Regions from separate parts of the Mus musculus genome. Here regions 1, 2, 3, 5, 6 and 7 are each linked to region 4. Evidence: chromatin contacts called from public HiChIP or PLAC-seq and promoter capture Hi-C data. All regions are on one chromosome and are shown on one strand. The core of a region is the stretch at or near the end of the contact, and the rest is flanking DNA. Distances in the headings are between cores, read along the strand shown.

Evidence for each region. Promoter capture Hi-C pulls out the DNA fragments that hold promoters and counts their contacts. HiChIP or PLAC-seq counts read pairs in DNA pulled down with a chosen protein or histone mark.
Region 1: a contact with region 4 is called in an H3K27ac HiChIP or PLAC-seq map of thymic regulatory T cells, with 6 times the contacts expected there. The contact joins the promoter of Smad3 here to the promoter of Parp16 in region 4. A contact is called at or near these places in 1 of 39 promoter capture datasets (liver) and 1 of 115 datasets of contacts at active chromatin or transcription factors (thymic regulatory T cells).
Region 2: a contact with region 4 is called in a promoter capture Hi-C map of pre-B cells. The contact joins the promoter of Aph1b here to the promoter of Parp16 in region 4. A contact is called at or near these places in 3 of 39 promoter capture datasets (the HPC-7 cell line, liver and pre-B cells).
Region 3: a contact with region 4 is called in a promoter capture Hi-C map of erythroid cells, with 5 times the contacts expected there. The contact joins the promoter of Rab8b here to the promoter of Parp16 in region 4. A contact is called at or near these places in 2 of 39 promoter capture datasets (erythroid cells and pre-B cells).
Region 5: a promoter capture Hi-C map of erythroid cells shows a contact between it and region 4, with 5 times the contacts expected there. The contact joins the promoter of Rps27l here to the promoter of Parp16 in region 4. A contact is called at or near these places in 1 of 39 promoter capture datasets (erythroid cells) and 1 of 484 Hi-C or Micro-C datasets (B cells).
Region 6: a promoter capture Hi-C map of pre-B cells shows a contact between it and region 4. The contact joins the promoter of Smad6 here to the promoter of Parp16 in region 4. A contact is called at or near these places in 3 of 39 promoter capture datasets (cranial neural crest, liver and pre-B cells), 1 of 115 datasets of contacts at active chromatin or transcription factors (pancreatic cancer cells) and 1 of 9 other capture datasets (adipose tissue).
Region 7: a promoter capture Hi-C map of erythroid cells shows a contact between it and region 4, with 4 times the contacts expected there. The contact joins the promoter of Iqch here to the promoter of Parp16 in region 4. A contact is called at or near these places in 3 of 39 promoter capture datasets (erythroid cells, liver and pre-B cells) and 1 of 115 datasets of contacts at active chromatin or transcription factors (microglia).

The regions. Positions count from the first base shown.
Region 1 is chr9:63,756,306-63,759,321 of GRCm38.p6, reverse strand. Smad3 (SMAD family member 3) reads left to right here and starts at 1,328. Exons shown (of 9, transcript NM_016769.4): 1 at 1,328-1,850. The coding sequence starts at 1,645.
Region 2 is chr9:66,793,731-66,797,102 of GRCm38.p6, reverse strand. It overlaps Aph1b (aph1 homolog B, gamma secretase subunit), which reads left to right and starts at 1,680. Exons shown (of 6, transcript NM_177583.4): 1 at 1,680-1,850; 2 at 2,863-3,033. The coding sequence starts at 1,738.
Region 3 is chr9:66,918,268-66,921,493 of GRCm38.p6, reverse strand. Rab8b (RAB8B, member RAS oncogene family) reads left to right here and starts at 1,789. Exons shown (of 8, transcript NM_173413.3): 1 at 1,789-1,984. The coding sequence starts at 1,861.
Region 4 is chr9:65,213,429-65,216,424 of GRCm38.p6, reverse strand. It overlaps Parp16 (poly (ADP-ribose) polymerase family, member 16), which reads right to left and starts at 1,735. Exons shown (of 7, transcript NM_177460.4): 1 at 1,562-1,735; 2 at 793-1,076. The coding sequence starts at 966.
Region 5 is chr9:66,944,689-66,947,786 of GRCm38.p6, reverse strand. Rps27l (ribosomal protein S27-like) reads right to left here and starts at 1,701. Exons shown (of 4, transcript NM_026467.5): 1 at 1,607-1,701; 2 at 848-956; 3 at 90-200. The coding sequence starts at 1,612.
Region 6 is chr9:64,020,330-64,023,365 of GRCm38.p6, reverse strand. It overlaps Smad6 (SMAD family member 6), which reads left to right and starts at 1,307. Exons shown (of 4, transcript NM_008542.3): 1 at 1,307-3,036. The coding sequence starts at 2,342.
Region 7 is chr9:63,601,131-63,604,220 of GRCm38.p6, reverse strand. Iqch (IQ motif containing H) reads left to right here and starts at 1,728. Exons shown (of 22, transcript NM_001311098.1): 1 at 1,728-1,854. The coding sequence starts at 1,804. It overlaps Aagab (alpha- and gamma-adaptin binding protein), which reads right to left and starts at 1,575. Exons shown (of 10, transcript NM_025857.3): 1 at 1,450-1,575. The coding sequence starts at 1,522.

The DNA.
Region 1 (3,016 bases), core at 79-2,578, 1.5 Mb after region 4:
ACAGAGCAGGGGGCCCCTGAAGCTTCAGGGCTGACTCTGTGGGACGAGCCACACTTCATAGGGCTTCGTAAAGCGCACCGGATCTTGGTTTGCAAATAACTTGTTTCTCACCACGGGAGAGAAATAGGTGTGTGTGTGTTCGCGCGTGCGCAAAACCAAGCACACTCTAAGCATCTGGGCTAGCCTGATAGGGAGGCTGAAACAGGATAAAGGAGCAGAGGGTCTAATGTAACGCCCCAAATCCGTGGAGGGACCGTGGGCAACCAGCCCTGAATTCGTCTAGTCTGCAGTAAAGCCCCTAGGGCTACTCAAAGTCAGGTTCTCTTGGCTTCCCACCTAGGCTAACTTTGAATAAACTTCTCGAGTCCTCTCCGGCTTGCTCTTTGTGTGTGCGAGTTCATTGCTTTGTAAACAAAAGCTCTCTTACTTGTTTGGTGTCGAATTTCGGAACTTCAGTAACACCCTGAAATGTTAATTCTCTCCCCTCCTCCAAAGAAAAATCCTAAAGCACCCCCATTCATTCCTTCAGGAACGCAACAGATGTCTTTGAGGCCCGTTTTCTGCAAAAAGCTTGGTTCACTGGGCCCAAGGGACCCCTGGCTCCAGCTATTGTTCAAGTTGTCACTGAGGTCTCTTAACTCCTTTTAAGTCTCCCTCTCCCCTTTTCCAACTCCCTCCTCCGCAGTCTCAGGCAGTCGGCCGTTCTGATCTCACCCAGCAGGAAAACAAAAACAAAACAAAAAACCACCTAAAGCAGCTCTGGCCACTGAGCGAGATCAGCGTGCCCCAACTTCCTGGGCCCGGAGCTTTTCTGAACCCCTCACCGCGCCCGAGTCCTCTCCGGAGTGCAGCCAGCCCTTGACGGACAGTGCCTGTTCCCTGTGAGTCTAATCCTCTCTAGTTCCTGCAACGGTATCTGAGAGTCTGTGGGGCGGCGAGTCCCCAGGAGTCCGGTCCCTCGGCACTTGGCAGAGCTGGCGGCCGCCCTACCCGGTGGCCCACGTGGGCGCGCTTGGCGGCGCTGGGCGGGGAAGGCCGCGGGTCCTCCCCGGAGCAGGGCGCGGGGGAGGAGCGGGGAGCCCCGGCAGCGAGGGGGCGGCGACTGCGCTGGGAAGGAGGCTGCACGCGGAGCTGCGTGAAACGTAGACTTGGGAGCGGGCGGGAGAGGAGCGGGTAGCGCGGCTGCTCGGCCCTGGCTGGCCCTGCAAGGCGGCGATCGCAGAGGAGGAGGAGGAGGAGGAGCAGCGCTGCAGAGGCGGAGGGATCTGCGCACCAAAGCCATCCAGGCCAGCAAAGTTTGGCTGGGGGTTGGACTTTCCTTCCCGGAGGCGGCACCCAAACAGCTACCCCGTGCGGAAACCCAAACTTTCTACTGCCACTTGGAGTCTCGCGGCCGCCGCCTCCGCCCCGCGCGTCCGGGGCCTGCCCGTCAGTCCGTCGGTCCGCGTGGAGCAGCTCGGGCGCCGCCGTGCTCCCGATCCCCGCAGCTGCAGCGCCGCAGTCCTGGCCCGGACGCCCGGGCAAGTTCTCCAGAGTTAAAAGCGAAGTTCGGGCGAGGCGCGGGCCGAGCTGCCTCTGAGCGCCCCCGGCGTCCCCAGTGCGCCCAGCCCCGCCGGGGGCGCCGGTGACCCTTCGGTGCCAGCCATGTCGTCCATCCTGCCCTTCACCCCCCCGATCGTGAAGCGCCTGCTGGGTTGGAAGAAGGGCGAGCAGAACGGGCAGGAGGAGAAGTGGTGCGAGAAGGCGGTCAAGAGCTTGGTGAAGAAGCTCAAGAAGACGGGGCAGTTGGACGAGCTGGAGAAGGCCATCACCACGCAGAACGTGAACACCAAGTGCATTACCATCCCCAGGTGGGGTCCCAGAGCGGCTGGGGGCGCACTGGCCCAGCCCCCTAGCGCGGCCCGGGTGGAGAGGGAGGGCGTGTGCGCGTGTGTGCGCGCGCCTGTAGGGGACGGGGAGTGGGTGGAGGGACCCCAAACAAAACCTTCGGATTTGCCTAGCCTCAGAGACCTGGCTTCCGTGCAGCATTTTGGCTTCTAGACCTCAAGGGTCGCCAGCTGCTTCCGGGCAGCAGGGGTGTTTCTGAGCTTGGCCCCCCAACTCTCGGGGCTTCGGGCTCCAAGTGGAGGCCCCGCTTTGTTCGGCTCTGCCGGCCGAGCCCCTCCTCCTCCGCCGCCTCCCGCCCCGCGCTCGTGGAGGTGGTGGCGTGTGTCCCTTTCTTTTCTTCAGCTCTGTTCCCCCACTTCTTTTCCTCGTCTACAGGAATGCAGTCGGTACAGCTGTGGGTGAGGAGCGGGAGCCCGTTGATTGACAGATTCCTTCTTCGCTCTTTCTTTGCTTTGGGATTAGCATTTTTACTGAGTATTTTTAGATTTGGTTGTGCCAGCCTCCCGCCCCCTGTGCACGCATGCACGCACGCACTTAGTTGGAGAGCAGAGCACCGACTTTGAAGCGGGAGAAACAAGTGGCAGAAAGTAGGGGCTTTCCCTCTTTCCACCCCACCCCTGCTGATTTGCGATCTTTTTAATCCAGAGTATGCGGGTGCCTAGAATGGAGCAGGCAGCTCCAGGCAGATAACAAAACACCCCAGGGCTGGCCTCCCATCGGCCCTGCATTCCTGTAGAGCCTATTTTCCCAAAGCGCTTTGCCATCTGTCCTGACCTCCTTTATCCTTCCCATCGGGCTAGAGGAGTCCGGCGGGAGCTCACAGATGGCTGATGGAAGGGGTCAGTGACTTCACTCCCAAGGCCTTCTAGAGCATACCCGCGTCTGGGCAATGCGGTGAGAGCACTTTAGTCTTCTGGTTTTGTTTCTTCTCAAACACCTTTAAAGACTGATTCCAGATGAGGGGCAGGTGGGGATGTTTGGGGGGGGGCGGGGGCGTTCTGCCTGCAGAGGGATGGAAAGAAGGCCTACGATAGTAGAGGTCATCACCTGTCTAGGCAGGGGTAGCTTCCATCCTTGGCCACCTGCTCAAGGCAGCTGTGTATGGGCTGCCAGCCCTGATAGTAAGACA
Region 2 (3,372 bases), core at 431-2,930, 1.6 Mb before region 4:
ATAAGATGCAAACACTGACTGGGAAGCGATTGACAGCTTGGCTTTTCAGAGAGAGTCAGCTTTCCTCGAGGGCATGGCTTCTGGGAGGTAGACCACACTCTAATGGATGTCCCTACAGCCAGACGTACATGAGCAATACAAATTAGACTCAGACTCAGTGTGTAATTTAAGAGAAAAAAAAGAACACATGAAGTTGGGAGCAGGTAGGGGATGGAGGTGAATCTGGAAAGAGGATAAATATGACCAAAATACATTGTATATATGTTCAAATTATTGAAAATATTATATTAATAAAAGTAACTTCAGCATACTTGGTGTTAATAAGTAGATAGGAACAAGGCATAGGAGAATAGAAAAATGTTGTTGTCCTAGCAATGCTGCATGTGGACTCTGCCCGTCTATGTACTAGGTTCATCCAGTTCAACCTAAGCTTCATTTAAAAGCAAACCCACTCATAAATGACACAAGATCAAACACACTATCCCTAACACCTAGGACCGTAAACATTTCACCAAGGTCTCTTAAAGAACAATAATTAGTTTTCCACTCATCGGGCTAAAAGAACCTTATTAGAGTGAACCTAATTAAAGAGTGAAGTCAAGTCAGTTTATTTCTAACAACTGACCCACTTCTAACTTCTGGAGATGAGGGAAGACAAGAACTAGGAAGATGAAGATTCTGCTGGTTGCTCTGGAATTTTCTCTGGTTTGTGATGACCAGAAACCTCTTCATCTGGCATAACCCTTCATAGCCCTACTGATATGTGACCGGGAAAGGCTGCTCTCTGGGTGGGAAGAATTCTATGTGTTTTTTACATGGATTCTGGCATTTCTCTATGCATCAGGTTTTGTAATATATATGTCAAGTATTACAGCTTTCACCTCTATATTCTTTCTCCATCAGCATGTAATCCAGGTATAAAAGCTAAGCCTAGGAACAGTGGGGCTCAAGGTGATGAACAAAACTCCATCAGTAACTGAGCAGGGACAAACCCTAGGCCTAATGTCTGGAGCGGCTGACTCTGACTACACTTATAACACCTCGGAGCCCCGCCCACTACATTACCAGGTCTCCAGAACTTCGGCTCGCTTTGGCTGGAGTAGGGCGGCACTCTGAGCTTGCTCTGGCTGGAGTAGGGCGGCGCTCTGAGCTCGCTCTGCAGGCGCTGACAGGTCTGGGAGCGACTCAAAGCCCCGCCTCCCAGGCTCCGACCTGGCTCCGGTTTGACTGGGCGTGGGACTCCTCCAGGCTCTCCGCCTTCCGACCTCCGTTCCCTGTTCTGACAGGATCTGTGCTCCGAAGCCACGCCCCTCCTCTGCCCTCGGAGCACCTCGAGTCCCCTGCCGAGCTCCGCCCAGCAACCCGCTTTTACAGGCCAAGGAGCAGCTCAGGCCCCAACTCCCGAACCCTGCCTTGTCCCGTGTGACTAGAGGACCTCGAGGTCCTGCATGCCAACCCTCGCTCTGCCGTCCACTCTGATAGGCTATGGAACTCTTCCAGGCCTGGCCTCCCGAAGCTCCCTCCTGTTGCCTCTTTGACTAGGGCACCGAAGGCTCCGCCTCTCGAGCCCCGTCCCGCCCTCGGCATCTCCAGACCCCGCCTCACGGGCTCCGCCTCGTCCACTGCTCTGACGGAGCACCGGAGCCTCGCCACCCAGCCCCGCCCCGTATCCAGGACCCGCTGTCCATTGGGCACTGCAGGGCCCTCGGGCCCCCGCGACTGGCTCCCGAGGTCGTCATGACGGCTGCGGTGTTCTTTGGTTGCGCCTTCATCGCCTTCGGGCCCGCGCTCGCTCTTTATGTCTTCACCATCGCCACCGACCCTTTGCGAGTCATCTTCCTCATCGCCGGGTGAGGCTGCGCTGTGTCCCGGACGCCGCGGGTTCCCTCCCTCTCCTGGGTTCCCACGACCCCGGGATCCCCATCTCCCAGGGGCTCCAGCTTGTGGTGCGGTCCAGGGCTGGAACTGTTCCTGGGAGGGTCTGAGAAGAGCAGGCCCGTAGGCTAAGCAGGCGCCCCTTGGCTTCTGTTGGCTGAGTGTGGGAACAAGCAGATAGATTCCTGCATGAAGCCTTTGTCTTTCTGTAGGAATCTCTCATTTCCCTCAGTGCTGAGCAGCATCGAAGAGTCGTTATCACTACTCTCTGCCATTAAAGTCACCTGGAGATCAGATGTTTATTCCCTGCCCCCCACCCTCACATCAATCCTCGGACTCAGAATGTCTGTGCAGACTATTCAGGCTCAGATTTTCTTTGTAGACTCCTGGGTAATGGTTTGGGTGCAGTCAAGGAGGAAAGTTCGAGAAAACACAGTAACAACTGACCAGGCGGCATGTCCTCCTGGGAGCTTGGTAAATACCGGAACTCTGCTGGTGAACGTGGTCTTGGTCTCGCTGCACCTGCCCGAAGTTTGCAGCTTCTGAACTTTCCATTATATTAATGCAGGCGTTAGGTATTCATTTTCTTTTAGAAAAAGACACTTGACAATATCTAACCATTAAACTTATATTTTCTGGTGAATTTTGAGGATATGAAATTTGCAACTGTCACTGGTTGTATATTTCTATAGCACACAAAGCATCTCTTAGGAAAAATAGTCAGCAACCAAGTGCCTCTTAGTCCTTGACAGATAGTGCCCTAGCGTGCACGCGACAGGGTCACTGAATCGTTCTTGTTAAGCACATCTGACGTTCCTCTTGGACTATTTGTCTCACTAGGAGAAAAAAAAAATTCTGATCTAAAACATCACTTTGTGAGGATTGTTTACTAAAAATGATTTGTAGCTCAAGCAGGTTTGATTTAAAGTCATTATTAAGCCTGTGCTTCTGTTAACTTGTGATTTTTTTTTTCCTTCTACGTTCCAGTGCTTTCTTCTGGTTGGTGTCTCTCCTGCTGTCATCCGTTTTTTGGTTCCTAGTGAGAGTCATTACTGACAACAGAGATGGACCAGTACAGAATTACCTGCTCATCTTCGGAGTGTTGCTCTCTGTCTGTATCCAAGAGCTGTTCAGGCTCGCATATTATAAGCTGTTAAAGTAAGTTAAGTGTTTGTTTTATTTTCCCAGTTAGACTTGAATTACGATTTAGTGATTGCTACAATTTTAGCCTGAAAATATTGAATATTTAAATTTACAATCCGGTTTGCCTGCCCTCCTGCTCCTCCTTATCTTTCTCTCTTCATTCTTCCCAAAAGTGTTTCTTCAAAAATTTCCCAATGCCAGACACTTTGTAGAAGCTGAGGTACAAAGGTGGGTTAAGAGACAGAAGCTCTGGCCTGGTAGAATTTATAATGAGAGGAAACAGGCAAGATATGAATGAACAAAAAGAAATCCACTATTGAAGAAAAATAACCCAGGGAAATAATTACTGAAACA
Region 3 (3,226 bases), core at 540-3,039, 1.7 Mb before region 4:
TTGCTGATATTGTACATGAAGTCACAGGCATTGTTGAATCTTAGAAGAATTTGTCAATGTGTTCAATTAACTGTCCAGTTTTTTTATTATTATTCTAATGATTAACTCCACTGCTTCCTGTAACAACCTCTGCTAGAAGGTATTTCCTTGTCTCTAAGGTAAGTTTTGTCCTAGAGGGTTTTAGATAGTTTGTTGTCAGGCAGGGCCCCTTTAATACTCTTAAAAATGGAGGCATCCAAAAGAATTTTTGTTGGTGTGTGTGTATGTTAGGACAGTTGGTATTTAACATATTTTAAATTAAAACTGAAAAAGAAGCAGAGATGAGACAGAGACTTCTGACAAGATAAAGCTCCTGGTCCCCCTTAGCCACTCCTTCCTCATGATCTGGATAGTAAACCCTTGTCTCACAGGGGCTTGATCTGGCTGGGTTTCTGCCACTTGCAGATAAAAGAGCACTGAACAATAAAGAATTAGTCTAGGGTAATAAATAATGAAGGCTTGAATTGAATACATCAAAGTGCTATTTCCTCCCTTCCTTTTGCCACCCATTAATTGAAAGCCTCCTGAGGAGTGATAAATTTAAACGCAACTAACACCTACACTTCACAGCACCTTACCAAGTTTCAAAGTGCTTTCACACTCAGTATTTAATTTTCACTACAACCTATGAAGTAGTTTGTTTTTCATTCGTCTTTACAGATGAGAAAACTGAGACGTGTCAAGCCTGTGAGACTTCACACAGCTGTGAAGTGGCTTAGCAAAGACTAAATCCAAATCTAAATCTCTACATCTTCTATGGCCAAAGTTCCCGTCACCTGTCTCAGGTGGCGCTATTTTATAAGCTGTTCGTAGCACAAGCCTTCCCACATCTTTCTTCTCTTCTCTTCTCTTCTCTTCTCTTCTCTTCTCTTCTCTTCTCTTATCTTATCTTCTCTTCTCTTCTCTTCTCTTCTCCCTCTCTCCCCTCTCTCCCCTCTCCTCTCTTTCTTTCTTTCTTTCTCTCTCTCTCTCTCTCTCTCTCTCTCTCTCTCTCTCTCTCTCTCCCTCCCTCCCTCCCTCCCTCCCTCCCTCCCTCCCTCCCTCTCTCTCTCTCTCTCTCTCTCTTTCTTTCTTTCTTTCTCAAGAATTCATCCTCCCGCGGTGCGCGAGGCGGTATCTATGAAGCAGAGCCTCTAAAATGATCATCGCATTTGGCTGTGGCCTGTAGTTCAGAAGGCACAAGTGGGAATGAAATTAGCCCGCTAACATCACTCCTTGAGCTCTATAATTGAAGGGCTGTGGAAGGGGGCCTAGGAAATGGGCGGGAACGGGAGAGGCTGGGTAATACTCTGCAGCTAATTCACAGACTTCGTGAACCTTTGCATCTCCAAAGAAAGCTTGCCGAGCTCCGGGTTCAGGCAAGTAGATGAGCGAACTGCAGGACTTAGATTCCGAGGTCTTGGATTTGAAAGATGCCCATAAACAAAGAAACAACAAAGTCAAGTTCCCTTGGCAAAAGAAGAGGAGTTTGAAACGAAGCGTCTTTTCCCTGTAAGGATGGAAAGTCTTAACACACCACCCTACATCACTCAGATTTGTTATCCAGGGAGGTTGTTCGGACAGTTTGGGCGAGGCACGCCCGCGGCTCTCCCAGAGTACTACAAATCCCATAAAGCCTCGCGGGGCGGAGGGTGATGACAAGGCGCGGGCAGATTGGCTGGGACGGGGAGGAGCGAGCCTGTCGCCTCAAGAGGGTGGGGCGAGAGGCGGGGCGGGGCGCGGGTGGCTTGGCAGACACGCCCCCTCGCCAGAGGCCCCCCCTCCGCGCTGCTTTCCACCGCCTCCTTGCTCTTGGCGGTCAGAGAGGGCCGGAGTGAGAAGATGGCGAAGACGTACGATTATCTGTTCAAGCTGCTGCTCATCGGCGACTCCGGCGTTGGCAAGACCTGCCTCCTGTTCCGCTTCTCAGAGGACGCCTTCAACACCACCTTTATCTCCACCATCGGTGAGGGAGCGGCCGCGGCCCGGGACGGGAGCTGAGACGAGGGGGGCGGGTGCCTGGGGGCCTGGGAGAGGGCACGCGAGGGCTTGGCGACCGGAGAAGGGGACCCCGAAGGGCCGCGGAGAGGGCAGTGAGAGCCGGAGAGGCTGAAAGGGACGGATGGGGATGCGGAACTGCGGACGGACGAAAGGGAACCGGAGCAATCGGAAACCAGGGGTGTTGGGGACACGAGGGGGCTCCGGGGCGGCGGCGGCAGCGGCGTCCCAGAGGGACGGAGTCGGGGGAACACAGGAAATCGTACGGAAAGAGAAGGAGGGGAGGGAGAGTGAATACGAACGTGGGTTAGAAAGACAGGAAAGAGGAAGGAAATGTGAAGAGGGAAATGAAGGTTTGAGGACTCAAAGAGGGGCTTCAAATGAAGTAAAGGGGCAGAGGACACCAGGGACAAGAGAAGTGAGACTAGGAGGCGGTCAACAGGGAATTGAGGGGAATGACTGACTGAATGATCAGGAGGCAAGCGATAAAACGACATTGACTCTAAAGGTGTGAACAGAGATGCCAAGAGAAAATGCAGAAGATTGTAGGTGGGAGAAGGACTCAGGAGGACCCGAGGGCGACTTGAGGCTACTTGGTGGAGAAAGTGAAGGCGAGCTGAGTGTTAACTAGAAAGGAGAAGGGGAAGCAGGGGATGCAGTGCAGGGGTTGAGAGATCAGAGAGGAAATGGAAAACGCGGGGCTCAGGACTTTCCCTAGTAACTGGGAACGCTGGTTTCCATTTTCTCTTGACATCTTTGAATCGAGATTTAAAAAGTGACTAATGATGGAGTAATGTCTACGGGGTGTTAAAAATCTTTTGAGTGTTTATAGGAATTAAAGGGGCTGGGGACTTTGGGAGATGATGTGGTTAGAAGAAATTTATTGTTCACCGCCTTATTCCGTGTCTTGGGAAGCAGCAGTAAGTTTCTCAACTTTGTAAATTCTTGAGCTCGTGTAGTTGGTAACATCCAAGCCAAGTGATTGACTGTACATTCCGCCTGCCTCCCTGTGTAGTTTCCTTTGATTCTAATTACTTTGTAGGTGAATCATAACATACTGTATATTTCCCAATTACTTCTAATTGACTCAAGAAAAAAATTTCTCACTCTTCACTGGGAGCTGCTCTTGTATCTTCAGTAAAAGACATTGTGTGCAGGTAAACAGGATCTTTAAGTTGTAAACTGAAGAACACATCAAAACTGCTTTTAA
Region 4 (2,996 bases), core at 486-2,985:
AATCATGTATTACTCCTGTATTTGAAATAGAACTTGCCACTGACGCAGGTAGGCGCAAAGGTTTGTTTGCTTGTTTCTTTTTATAGCCCAGGCTAGCCTCAAATTTGTGCTCCGGCCTCATCCTTCTGAGAGCTGAGATTGTGGGTGTACACCACCACTACTGGAGACTTTCTATTTTCTTCACTGAGTCAATTTTGGCAAGCTATATCTTTCCAGATAATTCCAAATATTTGGATTACAATGATAACTGACATCTGGAATACCCTAACTCTTAAAGAAATTATATGATTTATGTATGGGTCATGCGAAGTGCTGAAACCTGTAATCCATCCCAGCACTCCGAATTATAAATCATCAGAAAGTAACAACGCCTATGTGCACTGCGTGGCAGTTTATATAAGTACTGTTAATATGTAACTTCATCTGAAGGGCAAAGTCTAACTAGTTGCAGAGGGAGGGACAACTTCTTATCTAGGCAGAACAGCTGGTTCAGATCAACGCCCCTTTAGGGCCACACTAGAGCGTTTTGTGGAGGACTATGTAGCTATTCCATCACTCCTGGGATTAAGTCACTGACAAAAGGAAGCAGCCACCGAATGACCTGGCAGTGTGTCTGCACGAGGGTGTTTAGGAGTGTTCTTGCTGATGGGAACCTTCCCCAAGGCCAGGCTGGGTGGGAAGTCCAGGGAATTGGCGTGTTTTCTAACACGGGTGGAGCTGCTCCTGCCTGCCGTTCCACAGGGCCACTTGGCCCAGGATGCAGCGAGCAACGGTGGATCAGGACGGACTCACCAGGGCCTCGAAGTCCTTACAGTCGTGGCGGGCGTAGGAGGCGGGGAAGGGCCGCAGCACCGAGTCCCGCTTGTAGCTCTGCAGCGCCGAGGCGAAGAGGCTGCAGCGGAGGTCCGCAGCCAGCACGTCGCGGCTCGCTGCCTCCCTGGCTGCTGCCCTGTTGGAGAGCTGCATCCCGGGCTCGTAGCGCGTGGCCGGGAGGAGACAAGGAGGGGCAGCGCGGGGCCTGGGCCCGGGGGACCGTAGACCGTCTGCTGCCAGGTTTTCCAGCCCGGGGGGTGGAGCTAGGCAAAGGGGTGACAAATTGACATTGGTGAGAACGCGCCGGCGAGCGTCCTCTGCAGGACACTGGGCACGGTCGCTCAGTGCGGGGAAACACGGGATCTGGGAGAGTCGCCTCTCGGGTCCCGCCAGTCCCGGAGTCCCCGGTATGGAGTTGTCGCTATTGCACCCGGCGTGGGTAGTACCCCGGGGACCCGGCCGATCAGTCCTGGCCGCCCCACACTGCCAGCAGCCACCGCCTACCTCCCCGCCCGCCGCTCTCACGCCGCTCCGCCCACCCGGCCCAGGCCCGCCCCTTCCCGCGCCCTTGCTCAGCTCGCGCCCGCCCACAGGTCCCGGAGGATCCCAGCTGCCCCGGGTGCTGGGCAAAGGTGCCCAATGCGGCTGCTAGTCATCCTCGCCACCGCCCCAAGTGGAAACCGCCCCGGGACCCGCCCCGGGGAATTGTCTTTGTCCTGGCTCCACGGGTTGAGCCAGCCTCGCTCACCTTGGGAATTGCCACCTGTTGAATAAATCGGTTTCCTCTGGAGCTGACACGTTGCACACAAGAAGCCACTTGATACCCAGGGAAAACTGAAGGTCGGAGTGACACAATACTTTCTCAAGACACTGTAGCCGACCCAAAGACCTTCCTCTCTACCTTACAGCCTCCGCAATTCTCTGAATTGCTCAAATGTCTGACCTCAGATTTCCCAGGATCCTCCTCCTTCGAAGGCCTCTAACAGGAAGTCGGGAAAACAGGCACTGGGAGAACAATGACCTAACCCTGCCGAAGGGAAAAGACCGGACCCCAAGATGACTCAGCAACTGGTCGAGTAAAGGCACTTGCTGTCCGTCCTCACGACCTGAGTTCTATCCCAGGATCCCATATGTTAGGAGCTAAGTGACTCTAGCAATTTGTCCTATGACTTCCACACCTGCACCAAGGCTCAAGTGTGCCCACATGTGAACGTATACACAAAATAAATAAATGTAGGGCTGGTGAGATGGCTCAGCGGGTAAGAGCACTGACTGCTCTTCTGAATGTCCTGAGTTCAAATCCCAGCAACCACATGGTGGTTCACAACCACTGGTAATGAGATCTGACTCCCTCTTCTAATTCGTTTGAAGACAGCTACAGTGCACTTATGTATAATAAATAAATCTTTGGGCCGGAACAAGCAGGGACTGAGCGAGCAGGGTTGACCAGAGCAAGCAGTGGTCCTAAATAAAAATTCAATTCCCAACAGCCACATGAAGGCTCACAACCATCTGTACAGCTACAGTGTACTCACATACATAAAATAAATACATTAAAAAATTAAAATAAAGGCAGGAGGATTTCTGAGTTCGAGGCCAGCCTGGTCTACAAAGTGAGTTCCAGGACAGCCAGGACTATACAGAGAAACCCTGTCTTGAAAAACCAAAATAAATAAATAAAATAAAATAAAAAATGTAAGAACAGATTCCCTTTACCTCTTCTTCTTCAAGACCTCACTAGAAAAAAAGCACTTGGCCTTCTGGTCACATAGAAATCTAAGACCAGTGCTGAATTGTTAGACTAAAAGTCCCCTTTAAAGACCCCACACGTGCTGAGAGGTGGTGGCTCACGCCTTTAGTCCCAGCACACCAGAAGCAAAGGCAGGCATATCTCTGAGTTCAAGTCCAGCCTGGTCTACAGATCAAATCCCAGGACAGCAAGGGCTACACAGAGAAACCCTGTCTCAAAAAAAACAAAAACAAACCCCAAAACAAAACTTTACAAAAACAAAAACAAAAACAACCATTAATTAGATAAATAAACATACACACACACTGGCTCTGCTCTCTGAGAAATCACCCCCTTCTTGGGCATCCGAATGGGACCTGGCCCTGTGCTCCTCAGACTTCGGGAGGGAAGACAGGCAGAACTATATTCTCAGACCCTAGAGAGCTTCCCAGGC
Region 5 (3,098 bases), core at 452-2,951, 1.7 Mb before region 4:
AGTGAGTTCCAGGACAGCCAGGGCTACACAGAGAAACCCTGTCTCTAAAAACCAAAAAAAAAAAAAAAAAAAAAAAAAAAAAGCCATACCTTCTGTGAGCCTGGCTTTTCCTCCTGTGGGCTGGCACAACACAGTTGAACAACCCACACAAAGAACCACAGTCTGTGCATGGCTGAAAACTGTAGTAATCTTGTAGCAACCTAGAAAGGGAAGGAAGGGGAACCATACATTAAAAACTTGAAAAGCAGATGAAAACACAGCCCCAGCTCTTCATTTTTCTTGATAGCATGTAAAGTACTTGTCATTTATATATTAAGTGATGTTTTAACAGAACTTAAGTTTAACAGAATTTCCTGTAAATTCTGTAAACAATAATTATTCTAGAAGTCACTTGTTTTTTTTAAGGTGAAACATTAAATTTAGTATTCCAGAACCGTTAACATTTCAGCATGTAACAGACATGTCATCTGTTTCAAGTTATAGCTTCAGTGTAGTGTTTTACTCTTAAATTCTGTTTCCATTTCCACATGTTAAGTACTAAACAGACACATATGGTATAGCAAACACATCAGACAGCAGTTTGAGAATGAAGAATCAACATATATTTTATTTGCATTGCAAAAAAGAAAATTCATCATCTTAATGATCATCTTAAGTTAAAGACTTAAGTCAACGTATCCTTTACCTGGCTCCCATATGTTTCTACAAAGGTTTGAGTATGTTTCTTTAAAATGACCCTTATGACAATTCTGTAATGTCATTTCTAGTCAACAGTGGATCCTGACTTATTAAAGTGTGAATCTTTCCTGAAACGTCCTTTAGGACAGGGAAATTTGAAATTTTATACCTGGACATTTCACATCCATGAAGTAAGAATTTGGGCTCTGAACCAGCCGTTTCTTCTTATGTTTTTTCTTCTCCTCCTCCAAGGAAGGGTGTAACAGATCTCTAGCCAGCTGTGGAAGGAAACATATTGTTACTACTGGAGTCACAGTACACGGGTGGCAGCCCGAATCACACGAGGAACGCAAAGCAGGAGCAACAGGCACACTCCGCAGAGGGGGTACTTAAGACCCTAACTTTTCAAGATAGGACCACTTTCACCCACACGTTGCCAGTCCTTTCCTGGCACTTTACAGCGCTCGGGCAGCATATGGGAGAGAGAACCCCTTTGTCGTTTGGCTGGGTAGCCATCAAAGCTAAGTAAAAACCAGCGTCTGGCTCGGGCCTCCCCGAAGCCGCAGCGCAGCAGATCAGAACAAGGCCGGGATGACCTCAGCCCCGGGGCTCCACATCCAATGGCCAGCACAGGGCTGCGGCATGCTCGCCCGGGGTGGAGTGAACGTGTCGGAAGCTGCGAGGCCCGTTAGTGACCCTGAAGCCCATGGTGAGCTGGGAGCTGCACCCCACGGGCTGGCCACTCACGCGAGCCCGGACAGGGCCCGCCACGCCATGCCGCGCCGTGTCGCCCGGACAAGTCTCAACAAGCCCGCCATGCCTCGGCCCGCAGGAGCAAGAGACGCCGCGGGCTTAGCCGCCTGCCGAGGCGCCAGACTAACAGAAAGCCTGAAGGAAAGCAAGCCCGAGCCCAAAGTCAAAAACTTACGGGCATGGTGACGGCTCCGCAAGCGCGGCCGCTCCAGGTCGCCGAGACGAACTGCTCGCTTTCGAGCGCCCCTCAGCAACTTCCGGGATAGAGGCGGCGGGGAGGAGTGGAGAGGAGTGGAGGCGGGGGCGACCGCTCTAGGCTCCCGTCTCAGTGGTACGGCTCCCGCCCTGACCGCCGGGCCAAGTCCAATGAGGGACATTTAAATGGCTTCTGCGTTAAACTCCGACTCCGCCCTGCACCCAGGCCGGGCTTCGGAGGCCCGGGCATTAGGCATTAGAGGGAAACCAGACCCGAGGCTGCAACTAGCCTGGTCTCCCCTGTTCATTGTGCGGGGCAGCGGACAGGGGGACACACGGAACAATAATCTTTGTTCTTCGCTGTATTACAAACACCATAGGCGAGCCTGGGAGGGGGCTGGCTCAGCGCTTAAGAGTGTGTGTTGGTTAAGACTGTGTACTGCTCCCGCAGACGATCTGGGTTTGGTTTTCAGAACCGAGCTGGGCGGTTCGAAACTGCCTCAAACTCAACTCCAGGGAGATCTGCAGGTCTTTTCTGATCTCTATGGCACTGCACTCCCTATGCGCGCGCGCGCACACACACACTCATAATTAAATTTAAAAATCTGATTTTGGGGTTGGAGGTGTAGCTCAGCTAATAGCATGCTTGCCTTGCCTTCATGAAGCCTTAGGTTAAATCCCTAACACCACTAAATAAATAATTTTTAACTAGAAAGATCCCACTGACGGGTTGTGAAACAAACTTCTAGTCTTGTGTCTGTGCCTTCTAAGGAGTGAGACTTGAAGTTCTGCACCGGATAGGCTTCACCTCCGGTTTGCTTTGCTCTGAAATAGTTTTTTAAACAAATCCCATTTGCTGCTGTGTTTGATATGCCTCTGTCTCAGAAAACGTGGTAGGTGGCACCTAAGAAAGAAACCTGATATTGACCCCCTGGCTTAAACACACACACATACACCATTTATAAGCTTGACCCTAAGACTGTCCTACCAATTTGGGGAAAAAAAAAAGATGTATAATACTCAATTTGCATAAAGCAGAAGAAAATTAAAACACCGCATTCCCTCATGGAGGAGTGCTCACCCAGTAAGTAAGAAACCCCGAGTTTGATTTCCAGCACTGGATACATCTAGGGGTATGGGGCACACTTATTATAATCCAGCACTTGGGGTTTAGGCAGGAGGGTTGGAAATTCAAGATCATCTTCAGCCATATGGGGCCATCTCTGGAACACCAAAAATGAATAAACTGTAAGTCAATACTAAATATGGTGATATAGATAACTATGTAAATTATTATGTGTGTACGGGGAAAATAATGGTCCTAGAAGTTCCAATGTCTCAATGTCCATGGTCTGTGGTTACTTGACGAGTACAGTTAAGGCTGCAGTCTGCATGAGATGCCTGCCCTAGTCTCTGCCATTTGAACACTTGAGACCCAGTTGGTGCGGTTTAGGCTTAGGAGGCTTAGGAGG
Region 6 (3,036 bases), core at 58-2,557, 1.2 Mb after region 4:
CTTTCCTACACACACGACCCTTCCCCCAGCGCACTTCCAGACCCGTTCCTGGACTTGCACACCACCTTCGCTACAGCAGTCCAGAGCACAGGTATCCTAAAGGGGATCACAAGTCCGCGCCCCATCCTCCCCACTCCGCCTCCCGCGGGGTGCGGCGTCAAGCCCCAGGCCAATGAGAGTAGCGGAATTTCTTTCATTGAGCTCGGGGCCCCGCTCCTGCCCGGAAAGGGGCGTGGTGCTGCGCCGGGGGTGGGGCCGCGGCGCGCCAGGGGAGGGCGGGGCCGGCCCTGCGGCTGGGCCAATCGGCGCCACGCCCGGGAGGGGGAGGGGGAACCAGGCCTTTTTTCCCCTCCGCGCGGGGCCAATCCTGACTTTACAAGCTTGAACTTTTGCCACCCTCGGACTAGCAAGCACGCCCGAGGAGGTACCCCGCCGCGCCGGCTCCAGGGCAGGAGCGGCCTTAACCCTTCCCATGCCGGGTCCCCAAGTCTGTCCCCAACTTGCCCCCGTTTTTATAGTGAAACATAACTGGGGAAAGCACGCCCCTCTATCACTCTCGAAGGGGCATAAGGTAAATCCTCGAAGGGAGAAGAAAGCGCCTGGCCTTGAGAGGAGCCTAGGACGCCAGGAGGGAGAGCCGGGGCGACCAGGAGGAGCCATCCAAGAGCACTCCTGCCTCTACCCCACCCTGTCCAAGTCCCCACCTCGGGCTATCCTGGAGCTCCCTCGATCACCCGCCCCCCAGTGTAGCCTAGGCGGAGAGACCCCTAATTTTGGGCAGGGGGTGCGTGGAGCCTTCATAGGACACGGAAGAAACCCGCTATCCCAACTTCGCCGCCGCCCCCCAACTCCCCAGAGACGGAGGGCAGGAAGGCGCACACACACGCCCATTTTTATTAGCCCGCGCTGAGGCTGGGGGTTTGGACTGACTCTAAAGTGCTATGCGCGTTTGCAAGTTTGGGCACAAGCCAGAGAGAGGCAAAGGGCCGCCTCGGAGTCCGGGTCGCGGTGGGTTCACCCAGCAGAGCTGGGCATCAGGGTGTGAGTGTTTGTTAGCGCGTGTGCGGGACGGCTGGTATCCGTGCCCAAGGCACGACGTGAGCTTGAGAGTGAGTCGCGGGCACTGTCAGCCTCGGGGCGGGGGTGCTGGGGCGGGCGAGGGGCGGGGGCCCGCGTTCGGCCCGCCCCGGGAACCAGCCCCCTCGGAGCCTCGGGCTCAGCAATGGGACGTGTTCTCCTTTAAGAGTTAAGAAACTTGAAACCTTGTTTGCGCAACAATCAGCGCCGCGGAGCCGCCAAAGTGTCTAGACTGGCATATGATGGGAGGCAGCCAATGACTCCGCGGCGCTCCTCCGGGGGCCCTCAGTGTGCGTTTGAGGAGAACAAAAAAGAGAGAGAGCGCCGAGAGGGGGAACGAGCGAGGGAGCTGAGTCCAGAGAAAGAGCCGCCGGGCGCTGCCTCGCCAAACCTCGCTGGGACCGCGGGGCCACCAGGAGGCACTTTGGTGAAGGGGGGGGGGGGCGACCTCGGCAGCCGCGGCGCCCGAAGCGACCCAGCGCAGCGTGGGGCGGGCTGCGACCTCTGCTTCGGTGGATTGCATTTTTAATTAAGGATTCCTAGCAGCTCTTTGGGATTTTTTTTTTCCGGCTTCCACTCATGTGTTGACACCCGCGTTCAGGAGAGACTTGCCCCAAGTGCACCGAGCGCCCGGGACCTGAGACGGAATTGCTTTTCGTGCGTGCAAAATCCAAGCATTTTGAGTTTTGTTTGGGACCTTTTTCTTGCTTTGCTTTTATTTCTATTTTTATTTTGTTGCAGGGATATGGGAGTTATCCACAAGCCTTAGTTTCGGATCCTGCAGGGAAAGCCCATGTAGCATAGCTTGGCTTTTGAAGGCAGAGTTGTGCAGACACATTTGGGGGCACGACGCAAGCGCTTTGTGCTCGTGTACCAGCCGCGCAACTTTTGAAGGCTCGCCGGCCCATGCAGGGTGTCTCTAGCATCGTTTCGCTGGTGGCTTCCCTAAGGCTCCAAAGCAGCTGGAGTTGAGCGGTCCCGGCCCATCGTGATCCATGTAGCCCGCTGGTCCCTCGCGGACTGAGGCTCAACACGCGCGTGTTCCCGGCCCGGCCCGGCCCGGCTTGGCCCGGCGCGAGCTCCCTCATGTTGCAGCCCTGCGGTGCCCCTTCGACGACAGGCTGTGCGCGGTCTGCACGGCGCCCCGCGGCAGAGCTTCATGTGGGGCTGCGGCCCGCTCAGCCGGCGCCTCGTTGAGGGAACGGACCCCCGGTAACCGGAGACCGCCTCCCCTCCCACCACCCCAGGCGCCAAAGGGTATCGTATGTTCAGGTCTAAACGTTCGGGGCTGGTGCGGCGACTTTGGCGAAGTCGTGTGGTCCCTGATCGGGAGGAAGGCAGCGGCGGCGGCGGTGGTGTCGACGAGGATGGGAGCCTGGGCAGCCGAGCTGAGCCTGCCCCGCGGGCACGAGAGGGCGGAGGCTGCAGCCGCTCCGAAGTCCGCTCGGTAGCCCCGCGGCGGCCCCGGGACGCGGTGGGACCGCGAGGCGCCGCGATCGCGGGCAGGCGCCGGCGCACAGGGGGCCTCCCGAGGCCCGTGTCGGAGTCGGGGGCCGGGGCTGGGGGCTCCCCGCTGGATGTGGCGGAGCCTGGAGGCCCAGGCTGGCTGCCTGAGAGTGACTGCGAGACGGTGACCTGCTGTCTCTTCTCCGAACGGGACGCAGCAGGCGCGCCCCGGGACTCTGGCGATCCCCAAGCCAGACAGTCCCCGGAGCCGGAGGAGGGCGGCGGGCCTCGGAGTCGCGAAGCCCGCTCGCGACTGCTGCTTCTGGAGCAGGAGCTCAAGACGGTCACGTACTCGCTGCTCAAGAGGCTCAAGGAGCGTTCGCTGGACACGCTGTTGGAGGCTGTGGAGTCCCGAGGCGGCGTACCGGGCGGCTGCGTGCTGGTGCCGCGCGCCGACCTCCGCTTGGGCGGCCAGCCCGCGCCACCGCAGCTGCTGCTCGGCCGCCTCTTCCG
Region 7 (3,090 bases), core at 479-2,978, 1.6 Mb after region 4:
ACGCTTTTATAATAAGGCCAACCACTTATCCAATGCTTGCCACGTGCTGGCCTGTGGCCAAACATAATCCTCAGCCCACAGATAGGAAGATGAAGGGCAGAGGTTCAGTGACTTGCCCACAGTCAGAGCCATAGACCTGGCCAGTGAGCTGCCTCCTCAGCTCTAGCTCACTAGTCTCTCTGACCTACATTTCAGAGCTCATTTTGGGGTGGGGCTGGGGTTTATCTCTGAGGTAGAGTGCCACGCTCAGTATGCACAGAGCAGTGGGACTAAAAAGCAGAAAACACACACACACACACACACACACACACACACACACACGTATATTCGCGTATGCACAACAAAGGCAAAAAAAACAAAACAAAAACAAAAACAAAACCCTGAATTTTATAGCCCTTAGGGTCCAGAAGCAAAAGCACTGGGTGCAGTAACACCTCAAACTCATTTTTTTCCGGGGAACTTTCACCTCAGAAAGAACTCAAGAAATGTAACTGCAAGTGAGGGGGCACCCAACAAATATCATGTACACACAAGTATGCATGTATGTACATTACACACACACACACAATCAAGGGGAGGGAATCAAGAACGCCCACAGCTCTCATCTCTAAGGGAGTAAGCGTTTATTCTGGAGCCAAATATGAGGGATCATGAAAAGGGAACAGGAATCAGGGGTGCCTCAAGTCAAATGTTCCAACGTGGCAATAACAATTCCATGGTGTTCTTATAGGAACAACAAAGCTACATATCAGGATGTTCTAAAAATACATTGAGGGGAACAACAGGTTGGTGGATTACAGCACATCGTGGAAGCCCTTGCTGTAGGCCTCAGACACCAACTGATAAAATTCTTAGCCTTTGGGTTGATGGAAGCTAGGGGGTCTGTTTGCTTATTCCCAAAAGGACTTTACCTGATAGTCAGAGGATATTAGGTCAGACACAGAAGTGGGCAACAAATGGCTAAGAAGGAGACTAGAGACAGTCCACGAGAATCTGGCTACAGTTATTAAAATTCCAGCTCTCCACAATCACAGGAGTTCTGGTCAGTCCATCATCCTGGCAGAACACTAACGCGCGTGCATTTTTTGTTTGTTTGTTTTTTTGTTTTTTTGCTGAGCACTTCAGTTCACAAGAGGAACCACTACCCCAGCAGCAGGGGCATAACCCCCAAACACAACACCGCAACTCCAGCGCCTTACATTCGTCTAAGAGCACAATTTCCGGGGTCTTGAATATCATCTTAGGGGGTGCTTGCCACCACCCCTGAGGCGGGAGGTCAGAAACCGGCCTCACTTTACACAGGCAGAAGGTTAAGCGCCTGGCGCCGAGACCTGCGGAGGAGCCGGAGCCTAGGGCCCAGCTCGGGCAGAGCCCGGGAGAGGTCGCCGGCCCTGCGCCCATGGCTCTGAACTGGGCCTTGCAGCCCGGCTCAGACGTCGGGTTACTCACGTTGCACCAGCCGGTCCCCGGTGAAGGTGGCGGAGCAGCTGGTAACCAGCGCGCAGGGTACACCGGCAGCCATCGCTGCGGCAGAGCGGGTTCCGCGCCGGCGCTGCTTCCGCCTTGGGCCGTACCACTGCAGCGGGCACGCGGGGGAGATGATCCGGGCACGCGCGCTGGGCGGGGCCGCGCGCTGGGCAGCCGAGGCTCCGGCTGGCCCTCACACCCCCCTTCCCCGCTCCTCCAGTGGAGCGCGCCGGTCGCGCGCGCCGCGTTGCTATGGTGACGGGTGCCCGCACCATCTAGGAGCGCTCCGCAGGAGGCCATACCTCCGGAGCCTAGTGTCTTCTGCCCTCCTTAGTCATGGCGCAGGCCCAGGAGGACAGCGACCCCATTGGATCCATCCTAATCCAGGTGGGAAACAGGCCGGGCTGGCGGCCGCACAGACCTCCCCTCGAACCCCGAAACCTGTGATCCCAAGCACCACCATTTATTCTCTCGGCCCTATAGCAGGAAACGCCTACACTTTAGGGCATCATGCTCTGGGGGTTGAACACAGGACATGCTAGCGCCAAGCAAGTGCTTTACCGCTAGGCTGCATCACCTGTCTTCCTTATACTTCGGGCCCAGATGGTCATTGACTGTCTTGGAGCACCCTCTACAATCCAGGCAGGCCTGGAACTTGTGATCCTCCTGCCTCAGCCTCCTGAGTAACTGGGATTATCAATCTGTACTAGCAGGCTGGGGTGCTCAAGGCACCATTTAAAAATAAATTATGAAATGTTTAAAGTCCATCCATGGCTTGGGGATGTGAAGGAGAAACAGATTCATCATTAGGAGGTGGTGAGAAGTTCGAAGAGAACGTGAGCTATGGGACCCGTGCTTCTTAACCTACAATAGTCACTGCTTGCTTGGGAACACACACCCAAGCTTTTTTTAAAATTTTTTTTTCTTCGAGACAGAGTTTCTCTGTGTAGCCCTGGCTGTCCTGGAACTCACTCTGTAGACCAGGCTGGCCTCCAACTCAGAAATCTGCCTGCCTTTACCTCCCAAGTGCTGGGATTAAAGGTGTGCGTTACCAAACATATTTTTAAGATCACCTGGATTACAAAACAACATAAAAAATGAAAACTTGGAGAAATATCTTATTTATAATCTAGGGAGAAAGCTCTCAAAGACTTGACTTCTCCAGTGTAATTCAGTTTGTGACAGTTGAACAATTTTTCTGAAACAGCTAGGTTGGTTTGGTTTTTTTTTTTTTTTTTTTGCTTTGTTTTGTTTTGTTTTTTTCCGTGTTTAGGTATGGGTCCCTTTAAGATGGTCTCACTTTAAGAAGTTCTGTAAGACCCCCGATGCTGGGCCTCTGCTCAAGTCCCGGGATGAGCTGGCCAACACCCCAACATCTCGAGAGAAAACCACACCTGATGCAAACTGCAAGAGGTTTTATTATCAGCTAGCTGAGGACGAAGTCCCTCCACAGTGCAGGGCAGGGGAGTTCGACCCGAGTGGTGACAGTAGGGGGCTTTTAACAGCTAGCTGAGGAATTGGGAGAGGTGTTGGGAAGAGTTGGGAGGAGAGCTGGGAAGAGTTCTTCTCTTCTGGGTGTCCTTGGTGAAATTTACAAGGCAGGTGTGGGGAGTGAGTTCTTTC